7 separate regions of the Mus musculus genome follow, and all the other regions are linked to region 1. Evidence: chromatin contacts called from public Hi-C, HiCAR-type, HiChIP or PLAC-seq and promoter capture Hi-C data. All regions are on one chromosome and are shown on one strand. Each heading gives the region's core, a stretch centred on a gene start, on an enhancer-like site or on the middle of the called end of the contact. The rest is flanking DNA. Distances are from core to core; before and after follow the strand shown.

Region 1 (3,846 bases), core at 387-2,886:
CGAGTTTAATCAGGAGTGATAACTGCAAAGTTTGACCTGCATGGATAAGTGGGAAATCTACAGTGACAACAAGGACCGGGGAAAGGGAGAAGGAAGCCTGGTTTTACTTATATTTGGCTTCTCCTGACAAGAGAAGCAAGGGGTACACACTGTTTGCACAGGCAGCCACCCATGGCGATGTTCTGCTTTCTTAAAAACTTTTACCCTTCATTTAATCAACAGATGGATGTTCTCTGTTGTGGATTTTTTTTTTTTTTCTGAAAGTCCTGTCCCTCCAAGAGCTGTGCTGGCAGGCACACATGCTGCCTCAGATGGCAGAGGTGGCACTGCCATTCCAAAAGAGTGGGACGGAATGGGTTGACTTGGCTCTTTCAGTCTTAATTCCACAGGTGACTGTTGATGCCTTTAGCTAAGTAGGCGCGTGCTTAGTCCTCCCTCCACCATGACCCACCCCATGACTCTCAGTGGCAAGGATCCCAGAGGTAGCAAAGTTCTTTCTGGAGAGTCCACCTGCTAGGATTGCAGAAAGGAAGCAATCGGCACCAGGGGCGAAATTCCATTTCATACACCTAATCCAGTGCTTGGTAGGATTCAGAATTCAGCCTTGCTCAGGGAAATGGGTGACATTCAATGTAACTCTTTACAAGCGTTCTTTTCCCCAGCCACTGTAAATACCCGCCTCAGAACCTTCCCTAATCGCATCCCTTTCTGCAACTGTGCAGACCTCGCACATTTGCTTTAAACACACCCGGGCAAGTTAGACCTTACTGAAACTGAAATCTCCACCTACGCCAGGCTCCCCTTTTCCAACCTGGCTAGAAAGGCGAGCAGGCACCCAGAAGTTCCGAATGGCCTAGCCACACGGATGTTACCTAATTAATATACCGGGTGCATAAAGAACTTACATGCATCGGAGAGTTGGAGTTGGACGTGGACAAGAAAGACGAGAAAGTGCAGCCTCCCCTGTTCTCCCAGCCCCTTCCTTCCGAAGGGAAACCCACAGTTCCATTTTGTAGCATTTGCAAATGCAAAGAAGCAATGCTACTTAACTGCCAATGGGCCGGCACCAAGACCCTCAGCTAGTACGAGTTCCCGAGCCTGTCCACCTCCCAGCTCTCAGCCCTCAGCCCTCAGCCACCCGCGCCCTCCGCTGCCGCCGCCGCCGCCGCCGCCGACTTTGCTCCAACTCCGGCGCGCCGGGTTCCTACCTTGACTGAAGAGGAAGAAGCAGAGGAAGAGCAAATCCAGCTGGAAAGGTCTCATTCCTCAGCGCGCGGGCAGCCGGCGGGCAACTTGGGTGTGCAGTTAGTTTCTCTTCAAGCGCGGCGGCTGGGCTCGCGGTGCTCAGCCTCCGCCGCCGGTCCTCCAGGGTTCGCGCCGACCATCTATCTGTCAGTCGGTCTGTCCCTCCTCTGGTCCGCTTAGGTCTCGTTGTGTCTCCGGGTATCTGCAGGCAGCCGAAACCAAATGCTTGTTTTCAGTCGCCTCGGGAAGCCGGGATCCTTAGCAATGTGCCCACTCGGAGCAGATCCATTCTCTGGTTCTTGGCATCCCAGGCACACGGCTTCCTCTGGCGGGCTCCTCCCACAGCGAGCGAACGAGCTAGCGAGCGGGCGAGCGAGCAAGCGAGTGACGAGTGACAGAAGGGCTCCTTTCACAGAAGCTGGGGCGGGGGGAAGAGGGAGGGGAAACAGGTCATAATTAAAGAGGAAACACTTGGAAAGGGGAACGCTTTGCAAAACGGGAGGGTTGCAGAAAGGCTGTGCTTTTCTTCTTTTCCCTAAACAGGGGGATACTCTGCTTTTGTTACCATTATTGACCAGAACGTATAGTGAGCACCGAGCGGAGCTGTGACTTTCTGTTCACACGATGTAATGTTGTTAAACGGGAGTGAAGTTACCGATGATTAGACTCGTGCACATGCATCAAAATGTGCCTGCCTTGCTGTTGCACTAGGGACTGGCAACTGGGCTAAAAGGTAGTCAGGGGTGCATCTTTCCCCAGCAGGGACTTAGCCAGTGTGTGTAGCCAAGGCTAGGGAGTTGAGATAAGCACAAGCAGGGCAGGCTTTGCATTTGGGGGACTTTCTTGGTGTGTGTGTGTGTGTGTGTGTGTGTGTGTGTGTGTGTGTGTTGTGTGCGTGTGTGATGTGGTGACTGGGGTGATGGTGGTGGTTTGTGTGTATGTGTGTGTGTGGGGGGGGGTAGAGGAGTGGAGGAGGGGGTTGGAATTGATAAGCCCTGGGTGTTTGGATCTTAGTTTGCTTGCACTGCTCCTAGAAAACAAAATGCAGGAGTTAAGAGCGAACGCAGGCAGGTTTGTGACACATACCTATTTATTACTATTATCCCAGTCTGTGTCTCCCCTAACAAGGACAGGCAGCAGTCTGTCTTTGCATTTGAGCCTCTCTCCTCTAATGAGCACTCCATCACTATAAGGATGCCTCTTCTCCAAAAGGTGCTGTGAGTTTGATTGCCAAGGAGAGGCCAAGGTCATAGGCAACAATTTCTTAAAAACCTGCAAGTCTTTTACCTGTCATGAAATCCACACTCAAATCAAACTCCATGTCCTCCATGATAGCAACATGAATTTTTCTAGGTCTATTTACTTGATACACATTTAGGCATGCCATGGGGGAAAGTAAAATTGACCATGCCTCCAGGAGCTTGTGATCCAAAGTGGAAGTTGAGTGCATACAAGACACAAACTCTAAGTATCTTACAAAGCAACACATAAAAATATGCAGTGTTATAGAGAGTGGGTGAAGAGGGACTAAAGGGAGAGATGGGGAAAATGAAAGATGCTTTCTCAATGTGCGTCATTCAACATTCAATTACAAAATCAATCATTACTTTCTGCAGTCTTTGGACCTTAGGGAGTCCTTTTAGGGATCTCTTACCCTTCCATCAGTATTACAGATATGGGGCTTTGCTGACTGCAAGGCACATTCCAACTCTGAGTTTCCACATGGATGTTAAAAAATGTTTCTTAGAATTTATGAACAACAAAGAAGCAGGGACGTATGCATAAGTGTGTACTGGTAGGAGCTGACACCTGGCAGTGACATTCAAGATCTATAAATTAGTAGGTGTATGCTTTCTTGACTTTTCCATTCTTATCATAACAGTTTGTTTAACTACATCTCTTAGAGGCTGTTAAACATATCAAAGGGAAATCTATAAGCATGTGTGTGTGTGTGTGTGTGTGTGTGTGTGTGTGTGTGTGTGTGAAGATGTTGAATAGCAGAGGCAGCCCCATCAGCCAAATTTGCAAGGCACAGAAGCAACATTAGCATAGCCTTGCTCCATTAGCTTGGCATAGAAGAGATAATGCAATAAAGCACAAGAGGTAAATCAGAAACACGCAAAAGATGGGTATTAATCCCAAGTAGCATATGCGATATATGAAGGGTGAGGATCTGGCATATATAGTGTTGAACATCAGCAGCAGTTTTTCACTAAATATTCAGGACTAAGGGAGATGAAAGGTCTGAGTCCCACTTCAAAGGCCAAACCGAACCTGCTAAGATGTAGAAGGAATGTACCTGCCCAGGCAGCATTTGATATTTTAACTAAAGATTTATCCTCTCAGCTGTTGGTTAATTTTCATTGCAAGCTTCTAAATGGCCCGCGGCCCAGGTTTAATTCAGCCCCTCTGGGGGAAATATTTTAAAAAACAGGGTCGTGAGGCCAGTGAAGTGTGCAATACACGGCTGGTCATCAGAAACACATAGCAGTGTATGCACACCATACCGGCAAGGCAAGCTCACTCTTGGAAGAGAGGAGTGGGAGTCCAAGGTTGGGAGGACCACGTTTTGCTTTGGATCTTGTCTCCAGGATCCGCCTA
Region 2 (3,846 bases), core at 859-3,358, 510 kb before region 1:
ATGCCCTAGTCATGAACCACCCTTGTAGAAGACAGGCTGTGTACCTGGCTCTGGCTCCCAATTCTCAGAAAGACAGCACAGCCTGGGCAGCAGCCCCACGGAGGAGGAGGGCTGTGCCTCTGGCCCCTCAGGCAGATCTACTGACACCCCTGTGGACTGACTGGAGAGGGAAGTCTGAAGCTTCAAGCCCACAGGGGTGCGAGGTGACCAGAGGTATAACTTGGCCCTGGTGGCTGCCTGTGAGTGGTTCTTAGCAAAGCTCTTTTTTGTTTCCTTTTCCTTTGCTGTGTACCCCAAATTCCAAAGAAAACTGTGAGAAATTATTAAGATTTTTTTTCAGCCCGATAGAACCTAGACTGTGATGATCACCAGAATTGTTAATACCATTCTTATTCTGGTTCTGTGTATCAGCTATGCGGTTTACGTTGTAGGATAATTGAGATGTTTGACTAAAGATCCAGGATGTCCAGGCTGGTCCCTGCTCAGTGCCCATTATCCCACTGTATCTCCTTTCTGTCTCTATAAAAGAAGCTCTTTCATGTACCCATGTCCTTAAGACAGTGTCTGAGGCTCCTCCAGCTCTTCAGGGCTGACCCTTGGTTACATGTGACTCCTTCCCACAGACTATCCGCGTATTGTCTTTTGAGTGGCGAGTGGACCGGTCCTCTTCCCTCATTCTGTTTTGAATTTCTTCTGTTTTGAATCTCTTGCTTTGTTCTTCTTTTGTAAGTCTCCTCCATCACTTTTCTCATATGCAAATGAGGCCTTGAGACTTGGTGGCCTTGAAGGTGTCTTCCAAGTGGGACATTTTATCATTTGCTGATTCCATCAGAGACCTGCTTTCCCGACTCTCTCATCTCTCATCCCTATACCCTTCACCTCTCTCCTCTCTTCTCACCGAGTTTGTCTCTGGGGACACACCTCAGGCACTGAGTCTTTCCCCAGCATACAAATCAGCTCTGTGGTTAGGGTGGGGGACAAGATTATAATGGTGCCACAGTTCCTTGACTCACTACCTCCTTGGAGGTGGTGGGTGCTATTGTGGCATCAGACTCCAGCCTACCAGTCCCCTAAGCTTATCCATGTGGTTTTGATGGCAACCCCTGAGGATCTACAGTGATCCAGCCCATGTTGGGATAGATAGGGGTCAGGCGCTGGGCATATATACACTATATAGGCACTGTGAACAAAAATCCTGAAAACCAGCTGTGTCTGCAGAGACTGATAAACTAATTAGAACTTCAGTAAGAAGGAGAAACTGGAAGATTGCAGGTCCAGATGCTAATTGCTGATCTTGGGCTTGTTTTAGTCCTCTGGAACAACCATTCCTTGCCCCTCTGTGTGAAGAACTAATAACCTGTGACTAATAGATACTTTTTCTTCTTCTTCTTCTTCTTCTTCTTTTTTTTTTGGAATCTATTAAATTAGCACACCACTAGCTTCCACCAACCCCAAGGTTCAAGGTAGCATCTTGAGCCTATAGCGAAGCTTTCCCCATCTCTCTGTACCCGCCTCTCTGGTGTACCCACAAATATATTTTAAACCTGGCTTGACTTATGACTTTCTTTGTTCCGTAAAACTCTAAAAAACGTCATGAAGCGTCCATCACGTTAGAACACTTAACTTGGAGTAAGTAACCTAAATCCATGTTCCTGGGCCATGGTTGTTCAAAATGGCTCCAAAAATAAACTCTCTCTTGTTCCCTTTAAGATAAAACCCGTGGTTTTTGCATTGACAGCATCAAGTGGTCAAGTTTGTATTGGAGCTCAGTTCTCCAAGAGTGGATTTCTACCTCTCTCCTGCGCGCATGCGCATGCCCACTTCTGTTTGTGGGTGTTCATGGGCCCACTCACTGCATCGAAGGAACTTTCTCACGGGTTTCTGAGAAACTATCTGAGGCTTTCGGTGCCCCTCTGAACAGAACTGGCTCTGGTGTAGCTTCCTGTTTGTGTGCCCAACGCCAATGATTCGATGCGTTCCTGAGGTCACTGAGGCATTTACCGCTCTGCTTTCTCAGCACTGGTCTGTGAGGCTGCACTGTGGGGGCTGAGTGCACTCGGGGCTGCTGCCCAGTGTGGGTGGCAGATCTTTCCAACCCTCCCAGGGCGTCTGGTACACAGTGGAAAGCCAGACTGAGCCCTCAGAGATGGGCAGCCTGAAGGCAAGGCAGGATGTGTGGGTGCCCCAACTCTGGTACTAAATACGGGCTGCTCATTGATATGCAAACAGCCTGGAGAGGCCTTGAGCAGGCCTGATTGCCTGGCAACAAGGCCTTTTCTCTTCTCCCTCCCCACTCACCTCCCCCACCTGCTGTCTTTTTTTTTTTTTTTTAAATCATCTCTCTGCTTCCCCTTTTATAGACATTTGAGGGGTCCATGTTGTTATTTGGGCTGAATAGGAATTTGTGGATAACACGGGTCTTTGTTGTGTCATTTGCATGAGACCACGCCTTCAGCCTTCTGCCCTAGGGCTAGAAGAGATGTCTTTCATAGATAAGGTGAGCACAGGTGGCTATCACATAACATAGAATAGGGTTGAGATTCCGGGCTCCCTAAATTTGACAAATCGGATGCAAAGTGATGGAGTGACTGGAGTAGTCAGAGTATACCACAGAGCGTGAGGGCCTGGGGCGTGTGAGCTAGCATTGCTTTCCTGGGCAAGGTCTCTGGAACTCACCTTAGCATATGCCCAGTAGGGACAAGGGGGTGGCAGGTTGACAGCCCCTTGAGTAGGTAGGGAGCTTGAGGTGGAGAAAACAAAGAAGTGGTGTGAGTGGTGTGTGTGTGTGTGTGTGTGTGTTTGTGTTAAGGCTGCATCTCTGGCCCTTAGTAGGTCAGTCGCCCTCCCCCGGGAAGCTGCAGAAGGGTTGGGAAGAGTGCCCCAGGGAAGGTTGACCTTGGGGCTAAGCCCATTCCTATCACCAGTTCCTCCCTCCCTGGAGTTGCAGATTTGCTGACATTTCAGATGCATGCCCTGTGACACCCATTCTTGTGTCAAGCACAGGAGGAACAAGGGAGAATACCAGATGCCCCCCAGGATTCCCAGGACAGGATATCTATTTTATTTACATTTGTTTATTTGTTTGTGTGTTTATGTATTGTGTGTGTGCACACACATGTCATAGTGTGCATGTGGGAGTCAGAGGACAACTTGTGGGTATTAATTCTCTCTTTCTATCCTGGGGAAGGAGCTAAGGTAGTCAGGCTCGACAGCAAATGCAAGGTCATCTCACCAGCTCTGCAAGGAACTTTGCTGTGTGGCTTCTTTTGAGTCCTGCGGTAGCCCTAACAGGTGTTATCAATCCCATTTCTCATTGGGGGAGATTGAGATGGAGAGATTGAGCCAACATTATGACTTGCTGGAAGGCCAGCCTGCAGGACCCTGTGGACTACTGTGTTTGGATACTACCACAGCATCCAGAAAATGCAGGTGGCCAGGTGTGAGGACCCAGAGGACCCATGATGGTCCCAACAGCTGTATTTACTGCAGGCTCAGCCTGCCACACAGGTTTCTTGCTCATGGCCCCAGCCATCTTTGGACCTGGGTGCTAACTATGTTCCTAGCATACAGACGAGGTCACAGACAATTTAAGTTCAGATCCCATAGCTAGAGGGTGGTGGAGCCTGGAATCAAATTTAGGCCACCCAGCTTCAGTATCAGTGTGCTTAACTACCACAATGTGACAAATCCTGAAGACCTTAGATCCCAAGCTGCCAGTTCTGGAGACTTTCCTGTGGACCCTGTCTGAGTGGTTGTGTGTGTGTGTACTGTGTAGTCCCAGCTACTCTGTCTTTGTAAGTAAGTCAGAAGTCCTATTTAGCTTATGACCCTTGTCTTTGCAGTTCT
Region 3 (3,846 bases), core at 625-3,124, 480 kb before region 1:
AAGGAGGGCTAGGAATTGTGTGATTTGGAAATATAGGGACAAAGAATCACAGTTTCTGACTATCGAAGGCTCTATCTAGCTGGAGGAGAGATGCCCAGGACAAGCGCAGTTAGTGCTATGACAAAGAAGAGCATCCGTATGCTCATCCCTGGCTCTTCCGAAGGCCAGGGAGGATGGGGAGGCAGGCTGAAGCCAGGCTGGAGCTGGTTGGTGGAACTGGGGTGGCGGTGGGATGCAGTGCTCCATGTGGAAGAAGCTGAGTTAGGTGTAAACACCCAGGGAAGAGGTTATCAGGCTTGTGTAGGCAGTTGGGGATTTGAAGCTGCAGACCTGGGCAAGTCTTGAGATAGACATAATTCTCCTGAGGGAGGGGAGGAGCTCTGCTTCTATACTGGGTTGTCCTCAAGGCCTCTACATGTCTGCCTTTTTGGGAATCCATGATTGTGAACATGCTGTTTCTGTAAGTTTGCTCTCAAGTACCCGAGAGACAGTGTGGTGGTGCTGGTCTAACCAGCCAAGACCATAGCTGAGTGCGAGACCTTTGCACATTAATTGCCCTTAAGTTCCTGGCTTCCAAGGCCCAGTAGATTGGATTGGAATACTTGGAACCTTTGCTTTGGTTTCTGCCCAAGACCCTGGTCACTGAAAGGGCAAGCGTGAGGTGTGTATCTCATAGACACTCATGTTTAGACTCTGGTGACAAAATGCTGTGGTTTGGGGGTCACCAAGGCAGATCACCTGTTAGAAAGGGCTGAACAGGGATGGACATACTCAGAGGGATGACGGGAGAAGGGTTGAGGCAAACCCTACTCTGCTTTGCAGAACCTTCCTTTCCTCCTTGTTCATATTTGAGAAGAACACTGGTTTAGATGCACTGCAGACCACTCCTGTTCTGGGAAGTTCATAAGTAGGAATTGCACATGGTCTTTGGAGCCCTAAGCAGCCAAGTAAGAAGTCAGCTCCCCTGTGATAGTTTGAATGAAGATGGCTCCCATAGGCTCATATATTTGAATACTTGGTCCTCAGTTGGTGGAGTTGTCTGGGAAGGTTTAGGAGGTATGGCTTTGTTGGAGGAGATGCGTCACTGAGGTTTCAAAAGCACACACCATTTCCAGCCAGCTTTCTCTGCATCAAGATGTGAGCTCAACGCTATTGCTCAAGCCCCATGCGTGCCTGCTTATTACCATGTGTTCCACTATGACAGCCATAGGCTCTAACTCTCTGAAACTGTGAGCCCCCAATTAAATGTTTCTTTTTTTTTTAATACGTTGTCTTGTTCATGGTATTTTATCACAGCGACAGAAAAGTAACTTAGATATGCCCTAAAGCCTTGTGTTGAAAAGATTATTCAGTGTGGTGCAGCTCCTGCCTAGCAGCTCCGGGTGTGCTTGTGATATCTCCCAGTATAGGCACCACACTGGGGAGGAAAATGGACTTTGGTATGGCCCTGGCCCCTCTTGCATGTGGCAGCAAGGATACTTCACTGTTAGTCCAGACCAACAGTCTCATTCATTCATTCATTCATTCATTCTCTCTCTTCCCCCTTCCCCCAATCTGTCAGGCTACAGTGACCACTTTGACAACTCAACAGCCATGTGGCCCTGTCCCCAAGAGTGACTGGATCTTTCCTCTGCTTTTCAGCATTAGCTCAGAGTCCACTCTGCAGTTTTTATGGACAGAGATGCTCGGGGTTAGCGAGGTGAGCTGACTTTCCCTGGGATGCACGGCAGGCTTCCAGCTTTCTCTCTTCACAGTGAACACTAATTGGAAAGTCCCTGATTTAATTTACTGATGAAGCCCCACTGGCACGCACAGGGAGTGTGTCTGCTGGGGGATGGTCTGCCTTGGTTAGCCTTTCTTTTGCAGCTGCCACTCTTGGAGAGGGAGAAGCCCCTTAATGGCATGGGGGAGGGGCTTCCTGCAAGCCTTCCTTTAGTTACCATTTCTGTCAGTCTTGGAGCTGAACCCAGAGACTGCAAAATGCCTATTTTCTCTGCCCCAAGAAAGCTTGTAGGCCTGTTTTATGTACACCACATTTTTCTTCACCCTCCCAGAGATCATGCAGATAATTGGCTATAGCATCTAGCTTACACTGTCTTCTTTCTCATACAAACATGTCCAAAGCCACTTGTCCAAAGCCACAGAGTGAATAACACTGCGTATGTGGTCCACTGTATTGCAGTGGTCTCTGACTGGGCTAGCCGAATGATGGTGGCTCCCAAACCTTGAAGGCCTGAGGTTAGTTACAGAAGGGGACCATAAAGGGGAACAGAGCCCCTTCCCCCAAATGATGTCATCAGCAGAGACAAAAAAGAAAAAATAAAAAGCCCATCTCCTCTCTCCAAGTTTCTTCTCATTAATTTAATCTAATTTGTTCACAACATTCCTCGGTAAACAGTGGCCTCCCTTTAATAAGCCAGGTTCTTCCCCCCGACCCTGCAATTGTGTCTCTAATCATCCAGTGTATCAGGAAAGACTTGCTGCTAATTGTTGCCAGGCGTCGCACTACCCCGCGTGTCAGGTAAAGGATGGCAGCGAAAGATAATTATAATCAGATCTAATTAGTAATTATAACAGATCCCGACTAGAAATTGTTTTCAGTTAAATATTCCCCGAGAGGTGCTAATGGTCTCCGGGGCATGCTGAGTGCCATGGAACAGGGGGCTTGTGAGGGTAGTACTACCTCATATCTCATCCCCGACCTTCTGTAAGCGAAGGAGACAGAGCCAGAGAGAGCAGCTTGGGGAACTGGGCTGGTGGGTGAGTGTTCCTGTTTTCAGGCCCCATGAGGCATGCTTTCTCCATGTATGTCCAAGGTGAGGCCTTCTCTCTCCTCTACAGTGACCATGGAGTCCCTCCATCAGTTCATTTATTCAGGGCATCAGGACATAGAGGCTTGGAAATTTCTGGAACATCAAAAACAACCCTGAACATTGCGTAGCACAGCATGGGGATACTTCTGCTAGAGCCACTGCTGGACTCAACCGGGTTAAAGGCATTGCTATGAACGCCCTGACGAAATCAGATGGAAGGGCCCTCTTGCACTGGTTCATGCCTCTTGCTCCAGGACCATCTCTTTCTTTTGCCTCTAGCAAGTATCTGTGCAAGCTTGGGCTCATCCTACTTCTGTTAGCCAGAAATGAATTACCCAGCACTTCCTGTCCTTATATCCCAGGTCCTGCATCCTGCACGGCTCCATCCTGGACACCACTGAATCCATTATCACATTGGGCACCAACCACGACTCCCCACTGCCTGCCTGGCTCAGACTCCTTAGCATGGCTCAAGGCCCTTTCCTCTGATTCTGATTCTCTGTCAGTCCCAACACCCACTGCACTGGCAAACACCCTCAGAAACAATGGCGTTTGCTAGTTGGGCTTTTGCTCAAGTCACTGTGATGGGATTTTATCCTCCAGCCATCAAGTTCCCCTCATCCACCTGGAGATGTTCATAAGCTGTTGCTTCTGGAAGGTTTCTTAGACCTCCTTAGCAGATCTGATGCCTCCTTAGCATTTGTATGGACAATTCTAGGTGCTCTTCTGCCTCCTGTGATATCATGTGGTGATATGGCTCCTCCCTCCCCTCCGGACTAAAGACACCAAGTGCACAGAGGATGTGTGACTATCTCTGCATCTCTCCCTCTCATCTGGTACAATGCACACAGTAGGGATTTAACACAGACCAGGAGAATAACTGACTGAATACCAGTTAATTAGAAGCTGCTATCCACCAACTGCATGCTGGCATTGGCACTAATGCTTTAGACCACCTTGTTCTCTCTCAGGCCTAACTCTCCAGCCTGCCTCCTCATTGCATGCTATTGGCTTGCTATGGTGTGATTAACTG
Region 4 (3,846 bases), core at 747-3,246, 450 kb before region 1:
CTTTGTAAGAGTTGCTATGACTATGGTGTCTCTTAACATCAATAAAAGCCACATGCATACATACACATAACACACACACACACACACACACACACACACACACACACACATACACACACACAGTGAAAAAAGTACAAATGGCAGAAAGGTAGAGTAGAGGTGTCTGTCTTTCTTTGGAAGAGAGTAGGCAGGGTCTCATCCAACCAGATCAGTAAGATAGTTGAGTCAATTTATTTTTCTTCAACTGTTACCCTGTTCCCCTTTCAATTAAAGGGGGTTATACTCTTTCGCTCCCTTTGGATAATCATAGACTCATGAGACATCTGAGAAGTGCCTTTTAGGAGAAAATACTCTATCTGCACCTGAGAATGTACTGGCAAACATTTTCTTTCTGGTGTCTCAGCCTTGGCGACCAGAAAGACACTAATGTGTCAGTGAGAGACTCATGACTGGTATACTGTGTTGGGTAACACAGTTAAATGAAAGCGGACAGAGTCACACTGCGACACGGGCCCTCAGATCTCCTGTTTTATGCACTTATCAAGTCTTTGCTGAGTTCAGCTGTGTTCTGTTCTGTCCTTTTTGTCCCAGGCCAGTAAGTTGTATGTATGGAACTGTGAGAACCTATCATTACTGCCAGGATGGTGTTTTGTGGATAGGTGATTAAACACAGGACAGATATTTCTCAGGAGCCTGAGCTTATGGTCTCTGCAGCAGAGAGTCTAGGGCCCATCTTCCTTAGTGACTGAGTCAAGCTGGAGAGGAAGCCAACTTAGGCCACAGGTCAACTTGTCTTTAGCATCAGTACCCAGATCCTGGATCCCTGAGAACCAGGTATGGAACTTCAGATCAGAGATGCAATTGATGTGCCTTGATATCAATTCTATGATTTGTCCCTAATGACCTGGGAGCTCCACTTGGCCATTAAGTGATGAGACAAGGTCCCAACAAAAGGCTGATAACCACTGACCAGGAGCCCAGACAGTCTTCCTCATCATCCTGGTGTTGGTCCAGGCTTACGACTGTCCAGGGCAGAAGCAATCCTCCTTTGGGAAGGTCATTGCATTCCCCATCTCCCTAGGGTACCAGAGCTGAGTATCTCTGAACTTGGCTGGTTCCCATAACACTTAAAACTTTACAGCAGCACAGTATATTTTGGAGATATTCTTGGGTATTTTATTTCTGCTCAGCTGGGCTGCAGCATTAGGCCCGTGACTGCTATTGACCATTGCTATAATGTTTCAATATACATTTTTTTGGCAAGACATAACTCATATTTTAAAATATTAATTTCCCAGCCCCAGTGTTTCTGAGTGCACTTCGATTTTTATTTTCCTGCAGCTGTACAGCATGAACGAGGAGAAACTACTTCCCAGTTGAATGCATACTTCTCATCCATTCTCTACTCCTAGATGTTCCCAGATGGCAGGTGAGTGACACCCAGATCTGTCCTTCTGAATTTCATCATGCACTTCAGCCCAGCAATCAGGCCCTTGTTCGCCCAGCCCAGGGCAGAGTAATGACAGAATGGTCAAGTGACATGGAATGGCTGCGGGTTTTTTATGCCCTGGGGAAAGCGTAGTTTGGCAAGGTGTTTGGATGAGCTTCTGAAATAGCCACACACAATAGCTACCAAATGATATGGCCTGGCACAAACTACAGAGTTGATGTGCCAGTCAGTAGCAGCTGCAGGAGGCCCCCACGGTGCAGCTTGCCCGGGTGGCTGAACAAGGTTGGCAGTTAATGTAAGCCCTTCCTGTCTTTTCTTCCCATCATGAGATGAATCCTAAGAGAAGCAGATTTTCTTATGAGTTTTCAGTTCATTGGCTCTCTCCTTGGGTGGGAGGCTGGATCATGCCTTGATAAATGAGGATTCACTCTGGGCCAAGAAACAGGAGCACATGATGTTCGGAATCAGACTTTGTGAGGATCACATTGGCTTTGGAATGAATCCTGTTCTAGGTTTAGGACTGGCCACCAGAGTGGAGATCAGTACTCATAGCCAGAGGCACCTGGGATGCCTAGGGATCTAGATCCAGGCCTGGGATCAGGAGAGTTGCAGAGCTGGCTGGGCATTTGAGTCCCAAATGGAATATGGAGTTCCATACTGGAACAGTTATGAGAGGCAGCGTCTGTACTGAGCCCTTTTGTATGGGTGGGGGAAGTCTGGAAATACTCACTTGAGAGGTCTCTGCCTACACCCAGAGCCAAGCCATCTTTGATCCACAGGACGAAGCCATCATATTCAGGGATGGCACACAGCAGAGTCACTGGCTGTCCTGACACCACCACTTGGTCCTGGGGTTGCTGGCTGAAGGAGTAGACTTGACCTGGGGAGGGAGAAGCACAGTGGTCAGTCAGTGAGGCCAGCAGTGCCTTACATGCTCTGGAATCAGAGCCAGGCTGACCCAAGAACCCAACTCTAGCCAAGTTCCCCTCTTTCAGGGGCTGGCTTGAGACTCCAGACTCAAGACCTCTTCTTATGCAACCTTAGTGCTGACCCAGTGATGAACCCCAGCCACCACGGGACATGCCCCCTCCCGTCTCTGTGTTCAACTCCCACCTAACTTCACTTGCTCAGGAGTCATACGGCTCTAGTTTAACCTGGCAATCCAGGTGATTGGTGACTAGTATAGGGCCTTGGCAGGAGCTGGTAATCATCCCTACCTAGAGTCTTCTTTTCTTTTCTTAAAAATATTTATTTCATTTATATGAGTACACTGTAGCTATCTTCAGACACATCAGAAGAGAGCATCGCATCCCATCACAGATGATTGTGAGCCACCATGTGGTTGCTGGGAATTGAACTCAGGACCTCTGGAAGAGCAGCCAGTGCTCTTAACTGCTGAGCTATCTCTCCAGCCCCCTTGTTTCATTTTCTAAGGTTGGCTCTTACAGTCTCCCCCTTGGGAATCTCTTGGAAGCCCATGCCTCTCTCCCCCCACCTAAAAAGCAAGATGGCACGACCATTGAAGCTATCGGTTCATATATTATTAAACACGTAGTTTGCTGCACATGTGAGGTGCCTGGCTCTGTGCATCTTTAAGCATCAGCTCATGAATTATTACTCTGCTAACAGTGTAACCGTAGTAAGCACCCGTGTCTACCTGGAGAGAGGAGGGCTGGCATAAGTGTGGGACAGAGGAGAGTAGTGCTGAGCTGACTCAGTACTTCCAATGCTGGCTGTACTGCCTGGGGGTACTGTGCTAACAGCACCCCTCAGGTCATCAGCAGACAGCTCTGCAGTACTGGGAACCAAGGTGTTTGTCAATGGCTATCTGTGGCAGGCTGGGGGCTGTGAATCTGCCTCATTCTGTCTCTGAGGGTTGTTCTCATCTGCTGAATTGTTCCCCACGCAGCTCCCAAAGCATGGAATTAGGGAAAGTATGGAGATAATGTGGTTTGTGTTCTTGGGAGGCCACAAAGCATGGGCAGTGGGTCACTGTTAATCTGAGATGACTGCAGTCAGTGCTTTCCATACGCCCTTCTCCTAGAGACAATGTAATGCTTTAGGGCAGAAAAAAAAATCACTATTTTATAACAAAGAAACCAGTACCAGAGAGGCACAACAACAAGATCAGGGTCACACAGATAATGAGTGGTAGATTGGGGCTGGAGTGGGGTCCACTTGCGTTTCCAGCCCTCAGTTTGTTCTCACCCCAGCCCTGAAGACACAGATATTCTGTGGGAGGGAAAGGAACCTGGGAGTCAGCTGCCGCCTCCTTCCCACAGCACCACTGATTGCCTGGACTTGGATTACCGTCCCACACAGGATGGTGGGCATAGGGAGAGCTGAAGCACATGGCGTCCCTAGGGCAGCAAAGAGTGGGGGCAGCAGGCAGGTCT
Region 5 (3,846 bases), core at 592-3,091, 420 kb before region 1:
CTCTCACTGGGTGACAGACACCCTATTAGGTGCTGTTAAACAAAACAAATACACTTTAATACAGCACAAGCAAAGATTTTGTATTTATTCTGAAATGGAAATAAAGCAATCACCACTTTATCTCTAATGGAAGAATGAGCTAATTGTCTCAATAGCTTAAAGAATTCTGGCCACTTGGAGAAAAATAATAATTATTATTTTTTTTACTGCTTTACCATTTGTTCAAATCATACCAAGGTGCATTGTCTGGCATAAGCCAAGAATTCTGTTGCTTGATCGATGTCATGACTGCTATTCCTGTTCAATTATTAATATGGAGGAGTTATAATTATTTTCAGTATTGCTATGAGATAATTATAAACCATAAAACAGTCCCTGTGCTTGTGGATGCCTTTCTTATCTGCAAATGGGTTGGGGTTTAAGAGCTCCCAAGCAGAGCAATGCCTCTCATTTGCTTGCTTAAACAACACATGGACTTTAGAAGAGAGAAAATGTGCTGTCTGGCACTTGGGAAACAAGTCTGTCTAGCCTGGAAGAAAATCCCTCTCCCTCCTCCCATTGTGACTTGGCTTGTTCTTCCCACTGCCCATGGCTTGTTCTACCCCACTGTCTTGGCCTCCTCTAGTCTGCCTCCATTTTGTAAGCTGAGACTTGTAGCACAGCACTCATGTTGGCTCAGCTTGCTCAGCATCCCTTCCTTCATTTTCTTGGTCACTTAGAAGCTGGGGTCAGATACCTGGAGCTCAACGATCCTAAGGCGGCTCAGTTCCTGACTTTTTCTGCTCGCCCAATCCCTGAGAGCCTAGCCTGTTTCTGTAATGAGCATCTCCAGCAAGAGACCATGTCTATTCAGCACCACGGACAGAGCCCCGCTGTCAGTTTCCACAAATTAGAAGTTACTGCCTACCTCTCTCTTCTGGGCTGCAGTGTTGAAAACAGAGAGGGTGATGAGAAAGAAAAAAAAGCCAATGAAAAAGACTGATGGATTTGCCACAAAGTATGCAGCCCCAACCCCTGGCTGTGCTCAGCCATGGGGCTCCTACACATGATAAGTGGCTGCTGCAAGCTTGTTGGTTTTTTTGAACAGGCAGACAGTGAATGTAAGTGGTAAGAGATTCCTAGACTTGCTTATTCTCCTCTAACTCCTAGCAGACTGTCATCTTGATGGGTCCTGGTGACAAGCCCATAGCTAGCCCAGGGTTCTGGTCTGGGCCATATACAGAGGCATGAGTGTTGTGGATGGCAGCTGTTGAGCAGAGGGAGAAGGCACTAGGCCGTGTACAGTCTAACTCAGGGCCAGATGCTAGGGGTGTCCTGCCTCTTTCTTGGCTGGAGTGGGAAAGAGGCTACAGGAGCTATGAGCCCTGATGGGGGCAGCTCATGGCAAGCCAGGCTGGTGGTAAGAAGCCAAGACTTCATTTGTCTGACTTTAATGAATAAATGGTACCCCGGACATTGTTTATCTGCTTTTGAACCCTGACAAACAGTCTGTGGCATCTGATGAAGAGGGTTATTAGCTGCATGGAGACAGATGGCTGGGGATGGAGAGGATTGGCTCTTTATTACAGCAGACCCATAAGTGACAGTGATATTCTCACATCCCAGTCCACATGTCAAAGTCAATACATTCTCCAAGTCCTCTGGGATATATGCTGGCCCAGTGTTTGCAGAAGGTAGAACCACCCCTGGGTGGGAGACTGAATTCAGTCTGTGCTGTTGGGAAAGTAGGCAGATCTCTAAAGGCAGGCTCTTGGAATATAATACCACCTTATTCTGTACGATTCTCCTGAGTGCCCTATAAGGCGCTGTCAATTCGAAAAAGTAGGAATGACTCAAGAGAAGGAGGGAGAACATTTAAAGATAACAGAAGCAGATTTTAATGAGCTGTGTAAGTGGGTAGAAGAGCAAAGGTAGGGAAGAAATAGAGAAGTAAGGGACACGTGGTGGTGGGGGGGGGAGAGAACAGAGCAAACGAAAAATACTGAATCACCACCACACGCTTTGGCACCAGCTGTTCTTCCCTGTGTAAATAGCACCATGAAGATCGAGCTGAGCCTCCTACTCTCCTTCCTGAGCAGTTTTGTGTTCCTTGTCCAGGTTCCTCTACACACAATTGTAGGCATACCCTCGCCTCCCTGTGTTACCCCTGAGGGGTAGGGTGTGTGTGTGGGGGGTTCTCACTGACCTTCATTCATTCTCCGAAACTTGTCCTTGGCCATGTAGCCCAGTACCAGACAGCATCCTCTCTTCTGGAGGCCAAGCTCTGGAAGGAAAGCATAGGTGGGTGAGTTGGGAGTGGGTCCTGTCTGAGAGACACCTTAAGCATGGGGCTGTGGATCAGCAGGGATGCTTATTTAGAAAACGTTTCTACAGCACTTATATCCCAGGCACAGCTTCGAGGCAATAGTTCTTGCTAGATTCTCACAGCATCATGTGAGGCACAGAGCATTGTGCCTCCCATTTTCTACCACCTCCATGACAGACATACTAAGGAAGAAGCCTTATGAGGCATTGGAGTCAGGATCATAAAAGTAGGCTCCGGAATGCATCCTCATAACTACTGTTCTGGGATACTTGAGCTTCTTATGGTTTAAGGCTGAGGACCATGCCCAGGTCACGTTGAGACCATAGCCAGACTAGCTAAATAGGAACACCTGGTAGTGTGCAGAGTGGTACAGCATGATCAGACGCAGTGGGTGACCCAAGAGGAATAGTGAGAATGTCTAGAGTGAGAACAGGAAAAGACACAGAGATGATTGGTAGACAGAATGTGTTCAACCTTCAGGAAGGGCGGGAATCTGCAGTTGCTGACTTTGGTGTGTTCCTATGGGCAGTCACTGATTAGCAGCAGCATCTAGGACTTGGGAAATTCAGACTTAGAATACAGGGGTCAGTAGTGCTGACATACACAAGGACTCATAGCACATTGGCTTTCCAAGAAGAACGAGGCAGAAAAGCAACTCTGGGTAGCACATGCCTGATAATATCTCTTCCAGAGCATTTTATAAACCAGCTTCTATTGTGTGTCAGTGGTGGACTTGAGTATGTCTGCCTCACTAGAGGGCAAGCTATCCACTCCTTTGGCTTTTAGTCCTGATTTGTCTTGGGCACTTCATGATTTCTGAAACAACTTCACATCCACTTTAATTTTTAACTCCCAACGGCAATGCTTTGTTGTCTCAGATGGGATATTGCTGTTCATGTGACACACAGATGGGTGAATGGAGGCTCAACAGTGTTGGGGGGCGGGGCTGTCCTTGATACATTTGATTCATCTCTACTTCTTTGTTCAGAAGCTGTAAAACTGTGACAGCTACCCTCCTCTGCACCAATGGGTATGTAATACTGTTCTAGAGTACATATGACTGCAGCTCCTCACTTCCCCAGAATCTTGCCAGGGTTTCTGCTACTTGCCTACTTCTACCTTATCTTCTCAGAGAAGGAGGCTCCCAGGGCTGGAGAGATGGCTCAGTGGTTAAGAGCACCGACTGCTCTTCCGAAGGCCCTGAGTTCAAATCCCAGCAACCACATGGTGGCTCACAACCATCTGTAATGATAACTGAATCTCTTCTGGGGTGTCTGAAGACAGCTACTGTGTACTTACATATAATAAATAAATAAATCTTTAAAAAAGAAAAAAGAAGGAGGCTCCCACTGAGCACCATCACATTTGTCCAAGACATGGATGTGTCTTTGGCCGGTGGCTTGGGTATCAGATAACGAACAGAGTGGGATGATTCCCCCTTCTGCCTCTGCTCAGGATGCTCTGTAGCCTTCTGGTGCTGCTCAGGTCTAGCCTCTGAGGACAGCAGGATGAGAAGAAGCGCAGGGCCCTCGAGAACTGAC
Region 6 (3,846 bases), core at 682-3,181, 390 kb before region 1:
CAGGAGCTGAACTCGTGTATTTCAGCTTCAACTCCAGATTTTACATTGCCTCAAGCCTTACCATTACTTCTCAGCTGTGGGGGGTTTCGGTGCTGCCATCTGTTGGCACTGTGTCAATAGCTGGCACATGGTGTCACTTCTGATGGCTACTCATCTGCCGGGGATTCACTGGCAGTTAGTCAGCTGAGGCCAGCACCTGGATAAGCTTCCAAAGGAGCACTGGGGCAGGTGTCTGGCACAGACCCTGGTGCTCCTGGGAGAATGCAAGTCACTATGTCTAGGCTCAGGATGGTTGGTCCAGTCAGTCTGCATTTATTGAGCACATACTATGGCTAAGCTGGGGAACACAACTCTAAAACATATAGAGTCTCTGCCTCAGTCTAGTGTGAGAGACTAACCAACGTAACAGTTTGAACATTTACGGTCTGAAAAGTCTGAAATCTAAAATGTTCCAAAATTGGAAACTTTTTTTGGATACCAATGTGATGTCATAGATGCAAAATTCCACATCTAATCTATGTTATGGGTCATGGTCAAGACAGAGGTGTACTAAAAATATTGCCTAAAATTAGCTAAAAGCTATATGCAAAGGCATATGTGAAACATGAGTGACTTTTGTGTTTAGATTAGGTTCTTGTCCATGAAATGTAGACAATGGAAAATAGAAAATCTGAAACACGTATGGTTATGAGTGTTTTGGTTAAGGGATCCTCAGCCTGTACAGTGACAGGAGTGTTGTTATGAGCAGAGGCCCACGATCCACCATAAGTGCAGGCAGAGCCTCCCACTCACTCCTCAGGCATGGCGCTCTTTCAGTACATTCCCAGGAGTGTGCTATCTAAGCTGGAACCCAAAGGAATCATGGGAGAAAGACAGATAAAGATGGGGCTGGAGAGTAGTCTATGCTGAGGACATGGCATGTGCAAAGGCTGTGTGTGTGTGTGTGTGTATGAGTGTGTGTGCATGTGTGTGTGTGCATGTGAGTGTGTATGTGAGAATGTGTGTGTAAGTGTGTGTATGTGCATGTGAGTGTGTATGTGCATGTTTGAATGTGTGTGTGTGAGTGTCTGTCTATGTGTGTGTGAATGTGAGTGTGCATATACATGTAAGTGTGTATGTGTGTGTGTGAGTGTGTGTGTTTGTGTGAGTGTATGCATATGTGTGTGTGCATGTGAGTTTGTATGTATGAGTGTGTGTATGTGTGTGGGTGTGTCTGTATGAGTGTCTGTTTATGTGTGAGTGCATGTGAGTGTGTATGTGTGAGTGTATGTATGTGCGTGTGAGTGTCTGTGTGTCACAGTCAGTTGAGGTGACACCTGCCCAAAGGGAAGCAGAGCTGGAGGGAGAGTGGCCATAGATACAGCTGGGAAGTTAAGAGCAGGAACATCCAGTAGACCAACTAGTGTATCTAATCCACATAGATAGATATCCATGGAGCCGTCACGTTGTCAGTCCCCCAGCACGTCCTTGCCCTAACCCTAAAGCCCAGAGCATCTTAGTTTTGCTCCAGCTCCCTCAGCCTCTGATTGTGCTGGGAGGAGCCAGGGATATACCAAATCCAAGGAGGCGACAGCAGCCCAGAATCAAAAAGCCCTGTGCGCCTTATCTAGCGAAGGGATGGAATCCGTGAGATGTTCATTTAACATATTTCTGCCTTCTGAATGGCTTTTACTTTTCACTAAATTGAAACCGCAGTACAATATATGTGAATGATTAGGTTGTGTAATACATTCCAGCAAATTTAGATTAGGAGTGATTATGACTTAAGTAAAATAGTTGAACACAATCCTTATTGCCATCTATCTCCTTCTCCTTCTCCTCTTTAACTGTTCATGAGGCTGATTGAATGCAGGCAACGAAGGACTCCAAGAAAAGCCAGGGCTGGGCAGGGAGGGGAGGGAGGAGCTCTGTCTTTGGAGAGCTTTCAAAGGAGAAAGAGGTTGTCCGGAAGCCTCAGGGTCTGGGATGTAGGCAGAAGCTCCAAGCTGTGCGGCAGATGGGAGGCAAGTCCTTGGTCTGCTGTTTGCAAGCTTTGTGACCTGAGGCGAGGCATGGAAGCTCTCTGAGTCTTCATTGTCCTGAGCAGAACAGGGTGTGCTCCTGGCTGTGAGCTTGTGTGAGGTGGAAGGAGGTCAGGGGCTTGAAAACACTGCAGAGGACCAAGGGCTTCATGGAAAGCTGAACTCCTTCTCAACTTCTGTCTGTGTGACCTTGGCCTCTGTCATTCAACCTCAGAGTTCATTCTTTCTAATCCACAAAATGGGAATAAATGCACTTGCTACTTTACTAGAGAGTCTTAAATGAGATATATATATGCATGCATACATACATACATGCATATATAATATATACATGTTTGTATATATAATACACACATACATAATACATGCATGCATGTATATGTAGTACTTATATACAAACATGTATACATAATACACACATACATGCATGCATGCATCCATACATGCATGCATACATACATTCATACATACATACATGTTGCATGATCCATCTGAGAAGGATGTCTGGCTGGCAGAGGTAGGAACAGGTGTGTCTAGGGTGTCTACTTCCTTGGGAAAGCAGGCTGGCATGGTATTGGGGTAGGGGAGGGAGGCTTGCTGAGGCCCAGAGTGGGAAGGAGCCCAGGGTGAAGTTTTCCTTTAGAGCCCTGTGATGCATGCATGCCCAGGGTAGCTCTGGTTTGCCTATTGTGTTCCCTGCTTGGTGCTGCTCACAGTCTGTACGATGTGCCATGCTCTTGCTTTGGTATCAGCATTCCTAGATCAAAGGTAAGACACACAAAGGCAGGGAGTTGTTTGACTCAGAGCACAGCCTGAAAGGTCAGGAGGTGCCCCAGAGAATACAGTGCATGCCGCTGAGTGAATGGCTTTGAGTGAGGCTTGACTTCTTCCCCTTGGGAATGACTGAGAGCACAATCCAGGGAACCAGGGGAAACCAAAGGCATCAGTCATGCCTGCAGGGAGCTTGCTGCTGCAATAAAGAGCAGCACTTGGGGGTATGGATCCTAGCACACACTCTTCAAGGAGTTTCTCCAAGCCCTGGGGACACCCCAAAGTGCAATTCCCTATCTGCTTCCCAACAACCAGACAAAATGCAGAGCAATCACTGCCATCCCTGTGCCACAGCCTCTTGAGGTGTCAGCCTCCCGTGGCTCCGGCAGGAGACAATATTTCTTTTCTGGCAGCAGGGACAACAAATAGCATCCTGGCAATGAAGGGCCCTCCAAACCCTCCAGAGCTGAAGGAGGTTGGGCTGGCAGCCACATCTGCTGGGGAGGGGAGTAGCAACTGTGGCTGCCTCCCTCACTTCTGGACACCACAGTGGGTGGCCCATATTGTTCCTGTCCAGAGCAGGAAGGATGGTGGCAGCTAGCACGTGGAGCCCACTAGCATGTGGATCCCCAGGTTCCAATACTAGATACCATCTTGTAAGACGGCAGAGCTGGCTCTCTGCCGGGGCTGCCTGCCTCTAACACTTTGCTAAGTGCTTCCTTTCCTCTTTACAAGTCATCCTGGGAAGTAGCTACTCTCCTATTCAAGTGAGGAAGTGGCTGCTCAGAGAGGTTGCATCCACCCTTCCCATCCACACTTGCCTCTGCAGGTTCAGCCAACCACAGATAAAAGGTACCTTTAAAAAAATCATACCTGCTCTGAACACGTACAAAGATTGTTCTCATCATTATCCCCCCAACAGTATATTCCAACAACTAGTTACATGGGATTTATGTTGTATGGAATTTTAAGCAAACTAGAGATGACTTCAAGTAGGTGGGAAGATGTATGCAGGGTCTATACAAATAATATACCCCCCTCTCCAAAGAACTTG
Region 7 (3,846 bases), core at 450-2,949, 320 kb before region 1:
CTTCATATATACCTGCTTAGCCCCTGGACCTGACTCCTAATCACGGCTTGGGGACATGAGCTGGAACATTGCAATGGTGGGCTCTGAAGGTGGCATCGAAGATTTGGTTATGGAGCTAGATATGGAGATTTGCTGTGGCTCCCATCTGACCTTAAGTAGGCTCCCAAAGCCTAATCTCTCCCATCAAAGATCATGGCTTACCCACTTTACACAAGGCCTGGCAGAGTTTAGGCACAAAAGAAACAAACACCAAGCCAAAGCCTCTGAGGTGTTGGGAGGAGCACCAGAGCCAGGAGGCTCCACTTCAATTTACTGGGATCAAGTCAAGATTCTGAAGAAACATTTCTCATCTTTATAGGATGCCAAAAAGTAAATGGGTGGGTTCTGGATAGTAAGGAAAGAGGGGAAGTCGAGAAAAGGAAGAGAATTAGGAAGTTTAGGAGATAAATAAGTTAGATCCTCCCTGAGAATTTACGCCACGGTCTGAAAGGTGAAGGCTCTGCTTGCTGGTAGTTTCTAGTTGTGGCTTGTGACCAAGCAGTGTTTCTGTGCCAATCACCAGGGAGTCAGGGAACTGCTGAATAGCAACCCTGAAGACCCATTACAAACAAAAATGAGCCCCCGTCACTAATAGCCTATTACCATAGCAATGGTCCATGGCTTAGAGGGATCTACACCTTGACTATGAAAGAAAACAGAAAAAAATGGAAGTAGAAAGGATGTTGGTGTTGGAGAACATCAAAGTCGGCTGTATTCAGCTGTTACTGTAATAAAGTGCCCAAGATGATCAACTTAAAGGAGGAAAGGGTTAGTCTGGTTTACAACTGGGCCTGTGGTGGTGCAGTTCCTCATGGTGGGAGCCCATGTTGGAAGCTTTCCCCATCAAGATGGCTGGGAAGCAAAGAAAGGTAACGAAGACGGGGTTCCCACCTCTCCTTCACCAGTGAGCTCCCCAGTGACATAAATTCCTTCCCCCAAGTCTATCACCTTTTAGGAGCACTAGACTGGCAGCCAAACCATCAGCACATGGTCCTCTGGGGGGCACAGCTACATCATGGCAAAGCCGTGATGATGTCACGTGCTGGCAGTGTTGGGCATGCCAGAGCAGTATGTGCTGTAACAAAGAAGTGAGCTATAGAACAGATCATCAGAGGACTGAGCCCCCCAAGTGTCAAGCATGCTCTCCGTGTCAGCTGCTAGGTAGATATCCCTCTGTTTGTCTCTTCATTAGTTACTCCGTCTCTCCTTTTCTCCTCACATATTTCTATTCAGACCCACTCCCCACGGAAGAGCGCATGCCTGCCGTACTGTCTTGGTAGGATTGGAAACACAAAAAGCACAACTACCTTCACTCACAGGATCCATAAGGATGGGATGTGGGGGCCATTAGTAGCAGTGTGAGGGACGATGGGGAAACTGTCCCTGACATGCTGGGCTTTATCAAGACAGTCACTGGCTGTTGCTTTCCTCCAGCCCCTAGTGTTCCCCAGGGTGGTTTCTACTACCCAGGATAGGTGGATCTGTCTATCATGATTAAATTGCCTCCTGGGAGCAGATGTTCCTGCGGAAGATGCACTGATAGCTGAGGATGGCAGCTTTACAGAGAAGTGGCACGTCACAGCCTCTTAGCCCCTGGATTTCTAGCATCAGAGCCCCAGCAGTCCCCGGAGCCAGCTCCTCATTCCATCTGAGCAGCAGGAGAGTGGGAGGGTTGCATGCTGCCCTTGGAGGTGCCAGGATTCCTTAATGGGGAGGCCAGGCGTGAGGAGTCAGCTTCCCTTCTCTGAGTGCATGGTGCTTGGTCCAGTCTAAGCCTAGAGAAACAGCCTAATCCTGCAGTGTCCAGGGTCTGGCCAGCAGAGGAATGCTTGTGGCTTGGGGATTGGAGGGAGTTTGCCTGAGTAAGTGTGTGTCTCTGCTTCTGAGTCCAGGCCCCGACATCAGGGAAATTAACCAGACTCTGTGTGTTGTGGGGATTGTGCATAGCAACCTAATCAAGGCTTAGTTTTTCATTAAAATTTCCATTAATACTGGGGTTGTTTAGATCAAGTTGAATGAGACGATCCATAATGTACCTTCTATACTCTATTACCGGTTTGAGGATCAGAGGGGCGTTGTGCACCTCTCCTGGGGCCATTAGCATTTCCCTCAGTGTTGTATCATCTTCCCCAGCACCTGCTATATAGAATGAACAAAATACAAAGAAGATCACCCAGAATTCCACTGCTTCTATGAGACAGGCAGAGGAACGTGGAAGAAGAGAAAGGCAGAGGTAAAAAGTAAAGCAGATGGAGGAATCTCATGGGCCAAGGCTTTGTCTTTTCAGCATAGAAAAGTGTCCTGGAATCTTTCGAGAAAGGCTGTTAGAGGGACATGGAAGTCTGAGGGGGAGGAAGGACAGCGGCTCTTATATGGGGAATGAAGATGGAAGAATTTAGGCTACAGCTTGTGGGGACACTTCTGTAGCAGAGCCCCCTAATGGACTGTCATCTATATAAATTCTACCTATGCCTCAGGCCAGTTTGTGGGACATCTTGAGAATGGGTGAACTAGTTTCAGGGCTCATGAAGGCTTGCCCACTGCTGAGTCAGTGAGCTGTGATTACATCCTTAACTGCAGCTGTATGACACTGTTGCCTGGGCCACAGCTGTCCAGTGCCCTTTGACAATGCTGTGTATTGGATCTATCTCCCCTAAGCTTCTGTTCAGTAAATTCAACCTCCAAGATCATGTGTTAATGGTATGTGTGATGATTAGTGTTAAGTATCAACTTGACAAAATCTAGAATTACCTGGGAAATGACTTCTGGGCATGCTTGTGGGGAATCATCTTGATTACATTAATTGGCCTAGGAACACACACCTATTGTAGGTGACATCATTTCCTGGAAAAGGAACCCTGTCCTGCCAATGAGAGAAGCAGCAAGCATGCACTGATTCCTCTGTTTCCTCCTGTGAATGAGTTGGGCCAGCTACTCTAAGTCCTGCTGCCTTGACTTCTCTGGCATGATGGGCTGTATTTTGACCTGTGACCTAAAATAGATCCTTTCTCCATTAAGTCACTTATGTCAGGGTACTTTATCACAGAAGCAGAAAAATAACTGAGACAGTAGGTGATCAAAATTAGGTGTATCATGAGGGTCTGGCCCCTGTGATAGTATAAGTGGCTTTAGAGATACACACCATAGCTGGCATCCTTCATTTGTATTACTGTGGCATGCTCTGCCATGACAGGACACAGTGAGAAGGCCTCTCTGGACTCTGTTGCCAACTTTTAAACCTCCCCATGTTCAATGCTGTGAGCCAAATAAATTTGTCTATTTCTTTTTTAAAAAAATTTTTAAACAGACAATCCAGTCCCTCAGATGCTTTGTTGTAGCCATAGAAAATAGACTAAGATAAACAGGAATATACTTCCTGCTTTGTCTATAGGTATCCCAGGTTAATCATTTAATCACTGGCTTGAAAATAGTTATTCTGCCTCTTCCAGACTGAAACACTTAAGACTTGACTTCAGGCTTTTATCCTTCAACATATTCTTTATACTATCAGGATAATATTTTTAAACTGAGTTGAGTTAAGTGAAGGACAGACCTTACAATAGTTACTGGTTAAAACTTTTTGAACTTGTGAGGAATGGATACAAAAAATGTGTTACATTTACACAATGGAGTACTACTCAGCTATTAAAAAGAATGAATTTGTGAAGTTCCTAGGCAAATGGTTGGACCTGGAGGGCATCATCCTGAGTGAGGTAACACAATCACAAAAGAACTCAAATGATATGTACTCACTGATAAGTGGATATTAGCCCAGAAATTTAGTATAGCGAGATATAAGGTACAATT

What was found. Promoter capture Hi-C pulls out the DNA fragments that hold promoters and counts their contacts. A called contact is a pair of places that touch in the nucleus more often than the background predicts. HiCAR-type assays count read pairs that join an accessible place to other places. HiChIP or PLAC-seq counts read pairs in DNA pulled down with a chosen protein or histone mark.
Region 2: a contact with region 1 is called in a HiCAR-type map of astrocytes, with 10 times the contacts expected there. The contact joins the enhancer-like site here to the promoter of Kirrel3 in region 1. A contact is called at or near these places in 12 of 39 promoter capture datasets (the 3T3-L1 cell line, the SN4741 cell line, embryonic stem cells and 6 more), 1 of 484 Hi-C or Micro-C datasets (liver), 19 of 115 datasets of contacts at active chromatin or transcription factors (SST interneurons, VIP interneurons, astrocytes and 12 more) and 3 of 9 other capture datasets (adipose tissue, embryonic stem cells and liver).
Region 3: a contact with region 1 is called in an H3K4me3 HiChIP or PLAC-seq map of embryonic basal ganglia, with 4 times the contacts expected there. The contact joins the enhancer-like site here to the promoter of Kirrel3 in region 1. A contact is called at or near these places in 6 of 39 promoter capture datasets (cranial neural crest, embryonic stem cells, frontonasal cranial neural crest and 3 more), 3 of 15 datasets of contacts at CTCF or cohesin (embryonic stem cells, pro-B cells and stem cell-derived epiblast-like cells), 25 of 484 Hi-C or Micro-C datasets (the C2C12 cell line, the HL-1 cell line, the MC3T3-E1 cell line and 11 more), 14 of 115 datasets of contacts at active chromatin or transcription factors (astrocytes, embryonic basal ganglia, embryonic forebrain and 9 more) and 3 of 9 other capture datasets (adipose tissue, embryonic stem cells and liver).
Region 4: an H3K27ac HiChIP or PLAC-seq map of VIP interneurons shows a contact between it and region 1, with 6 times the contacts expected there. The contact joins the enhancer-like site here to the promoter of Kirrel3 in region 1. A contact is called at or near these places in 7 of 39 promoter capture datasets (cranial neural crest, embryonic stem cells, hippocampal neurons and 3 more), 2 of 484 Hi-C or Micro-C datasets (cortical neurons and embryonic stem cells), 10 of 115 datasets of contacts at active chromatin or transcription factors (VIP interneurons, embryonic basal ganglia, embryonic forebrain and 7 more) and 3 of 9 other capture datasets (adipose tissue, embryonic stem cells and pancreatic islet).
Region 5: a contact with region 1 is called in an H3K4me3 HiChIP or PLAC-seq map of forebrain, with 4 times the contacts expected there. The contact joins the enhancer-like site here to the promoter of Kirrel3 in region 1. A contact is called at or near these places in 5 of 39 promoter capture datasets (cranial neural crest, embryonic stem cells, hippocampal neurons and 2 more), 2 of 484 Hi-C or Micro-C datasets (cerebellum and cortical neurons), 6 of 115 datasets of contacts at active chromatin or transcription factors (embryonic forebrain, embryonic hindbrain, embryonic stem cells and 3 more) and 2 of 9 other capture datasets (adipose tissue and embryonic stem cells).
Region 6: a contact with region 1 is called in a Hi-C map of cerebellum, with 4 times the contacts expected there. The contact joins the enhancer-like site here to the promoter of Kirrel3 in region 1. A contact is called at or near these places in 6 of 39 promoter capture datasets (cranial neural crest, embryonic stem cells, hippocampal neurons and 1 more), 2 of 15 datasets of contacts at CTCF or cohesin (both in the NIH/3T3 cell line), 3 of 484 Hi-C or Micro-C datasets (cerebellar granule neurons and cerebellum), 12 of 115 datasets of contacts at active chromatin or transcription factors (the NIH/3T3 cell line, astrocytes, craniofacial prominence and 9 more) and 3 of 9 other capture datasets (adipose tissue, embryonic stem cells and liver).
Region 7: a contact with region 1 is called in a promoter capture Hi-C map of hippocampal neurons, with 6 times the contacts expected there. The contact joins the enhancer-like site here to the promoter of Kirrel3 in region 1. A contact is called at or near these places in 5 of 39 promoter capture datasets (the 3T3-L1 cell line, embryonic stem cells, hippocampal neurons and 2 more), 1 of 484 Hi-C or Micro-C datasets (nephron progenitors), 10 of 115 datasets of contacts at active chromatin or transcription factors (embryonic basal ganglia, embryonic forebrain, embryonic limb bud and 6 more) and 2 of 9 other capture datasets (adipose tissue and liver).

The regions. Positions count from the first base shown.
Region 1 is chr9:34,486,521-34,490,366 of GRCm38.p6, reverse strand. Kirrel3 (kirre like nephrin family adhesion molecule 3) reads right to left here and starts at 1,636. Exons shown (of 17, transcript NM_001190911.1): 1 at 1,209-1,636. The coding sequence starts at 1,263.
Region 2 is chr9:34,994,328-34,998,173 of GRCm38.p6, reverse strand. All of the region lies in intron 5 of Kirrel3 (kirre like nephrin family adhesion molecule 3), which reads right to left. The region is part of intron 3 of Kirrel3os (a long non-coding RNA gene); the gene reads left to right. Among named protein-coding and RNA genes, the nearest start is that of Kirrel3os, 11 kb to the left of the region's middle. Within about 2 kb of position 2,108, at least 75 of the 459 cell types and tissues checked have an H3K27ac peak or open chromatin away from gene starts, as enhancers often do. A contact at or near this core is called in astrocytes, embryonic stem cells, forebrain and 4 more, where this site is marked.
Region 3 is chr9:34,963,184-34,967,029 of GRCm38.p6, reverse strand. All of the region lies in intron 4 of Kirrel3 (kirre like nephrin family adhesion molecule 3), which reads right to left. All of the region lies in intron 8 of Kirrel3os (a long non-coding RNA gene), which reads left to right. Among named protein-coding and RNA genes, the nearest start is that of Kirrel3os, 43 kb to the left of the region's middle. Within about 2 kb of position 1,874, at least 18 of the 459 cell types and tissues checked have an H3K27ac peak or open chromatin away from gene starts, as enhancers often do. A contact at or near this core is called in embryonic basal ganglia and stem cell-derived neural progenitor cells, where this site is marked.
Region 4 is chr9:34,937,596-34,941,441 of GRCm38.p6, reverse strand. It overlaps Kirrel3 (kirre like nephrin family adhesion molecule 3), which reads right to left. Exons shown (of 17, transcript NM_001190911.1): 3 at 2,181-2,330. Kirrel3os (a long non-coding RNA gene) reads left to right here. Exons shown (of 16, transcript XR_003948304.1): 10 at 1,342-1,429. Among named protein-coding and RNA genes, the nearest start is that of Kirrel3os, 68 kb to the left of the region's middle. Within about 2 kb of position 1,996, at least 4 of the 459 cell types and tissues checked have an H3K27ac peak or open chromatin away from gene starts, as enhancers often do. A contact at or near this core is called in VIP interneurons and neural stem cells, where this site is marked.
Region 5 is chr9:34,910,201-34,914,046 of GRCm38.p6, reverse strand. It overlaps Kirrel3 (kirre like nephrin family adhesion molecule 3), which reads right to left. Exons shown (of 17, transcript NM_001190911.1): 2 at 2,186-2,263. Among named protein-coding and RNA genes, the nearest start is that of Gm45955, 42 kb to the right of the region's middle. Within about 2 kb of position 1,841, at least 37 of the 459 cell types and tissues checked have an H3K27ac peak or open chromatin away from gene starts, as enhancers often do. A contact at or near this core is called in forebrain, where this site is marked.
Region 6 is chr9:34,881,451-34,885,296 of GRCm38.p6, reverse strand. All of the region lies in intron 1 of Kirrel3 (kirre like nephrin family adhesion molecule 3), which reads right to left. Among named protein-coding and RNA genes, the nearest start is that of Gm45955, 13 kb to the right of the region's middle. Within about 2 kb of position 1,931, at least 8 of the 459 cell types and tissues checked have an H3K27ac peak or open chromatin away from gene starts, as enhancers often do. A contact at or near this core is called in cerebellar granule neurons and cerebellum, where this site is marked.
Region 7 is chr9:34,808,189-34,812,034 of GRCm38.p6, reverse strand. All of the region lies in intron 1 of Kirrel3 (kirre like nephrin family adhesion molecule 3), which reads right to left. Among named protein-coding and RNA genes, the nearest start is that of Gm33561, 45 kb to the left of the region's middle. Within about 2 kb of position 1,699, at least 10 of the 459 cell types and tissues checked have an H3K27ac peak or open chromatin away from gene starts, as enhancers often do. A contact at or near this core is called in hippocampal neurons, where this site is marked.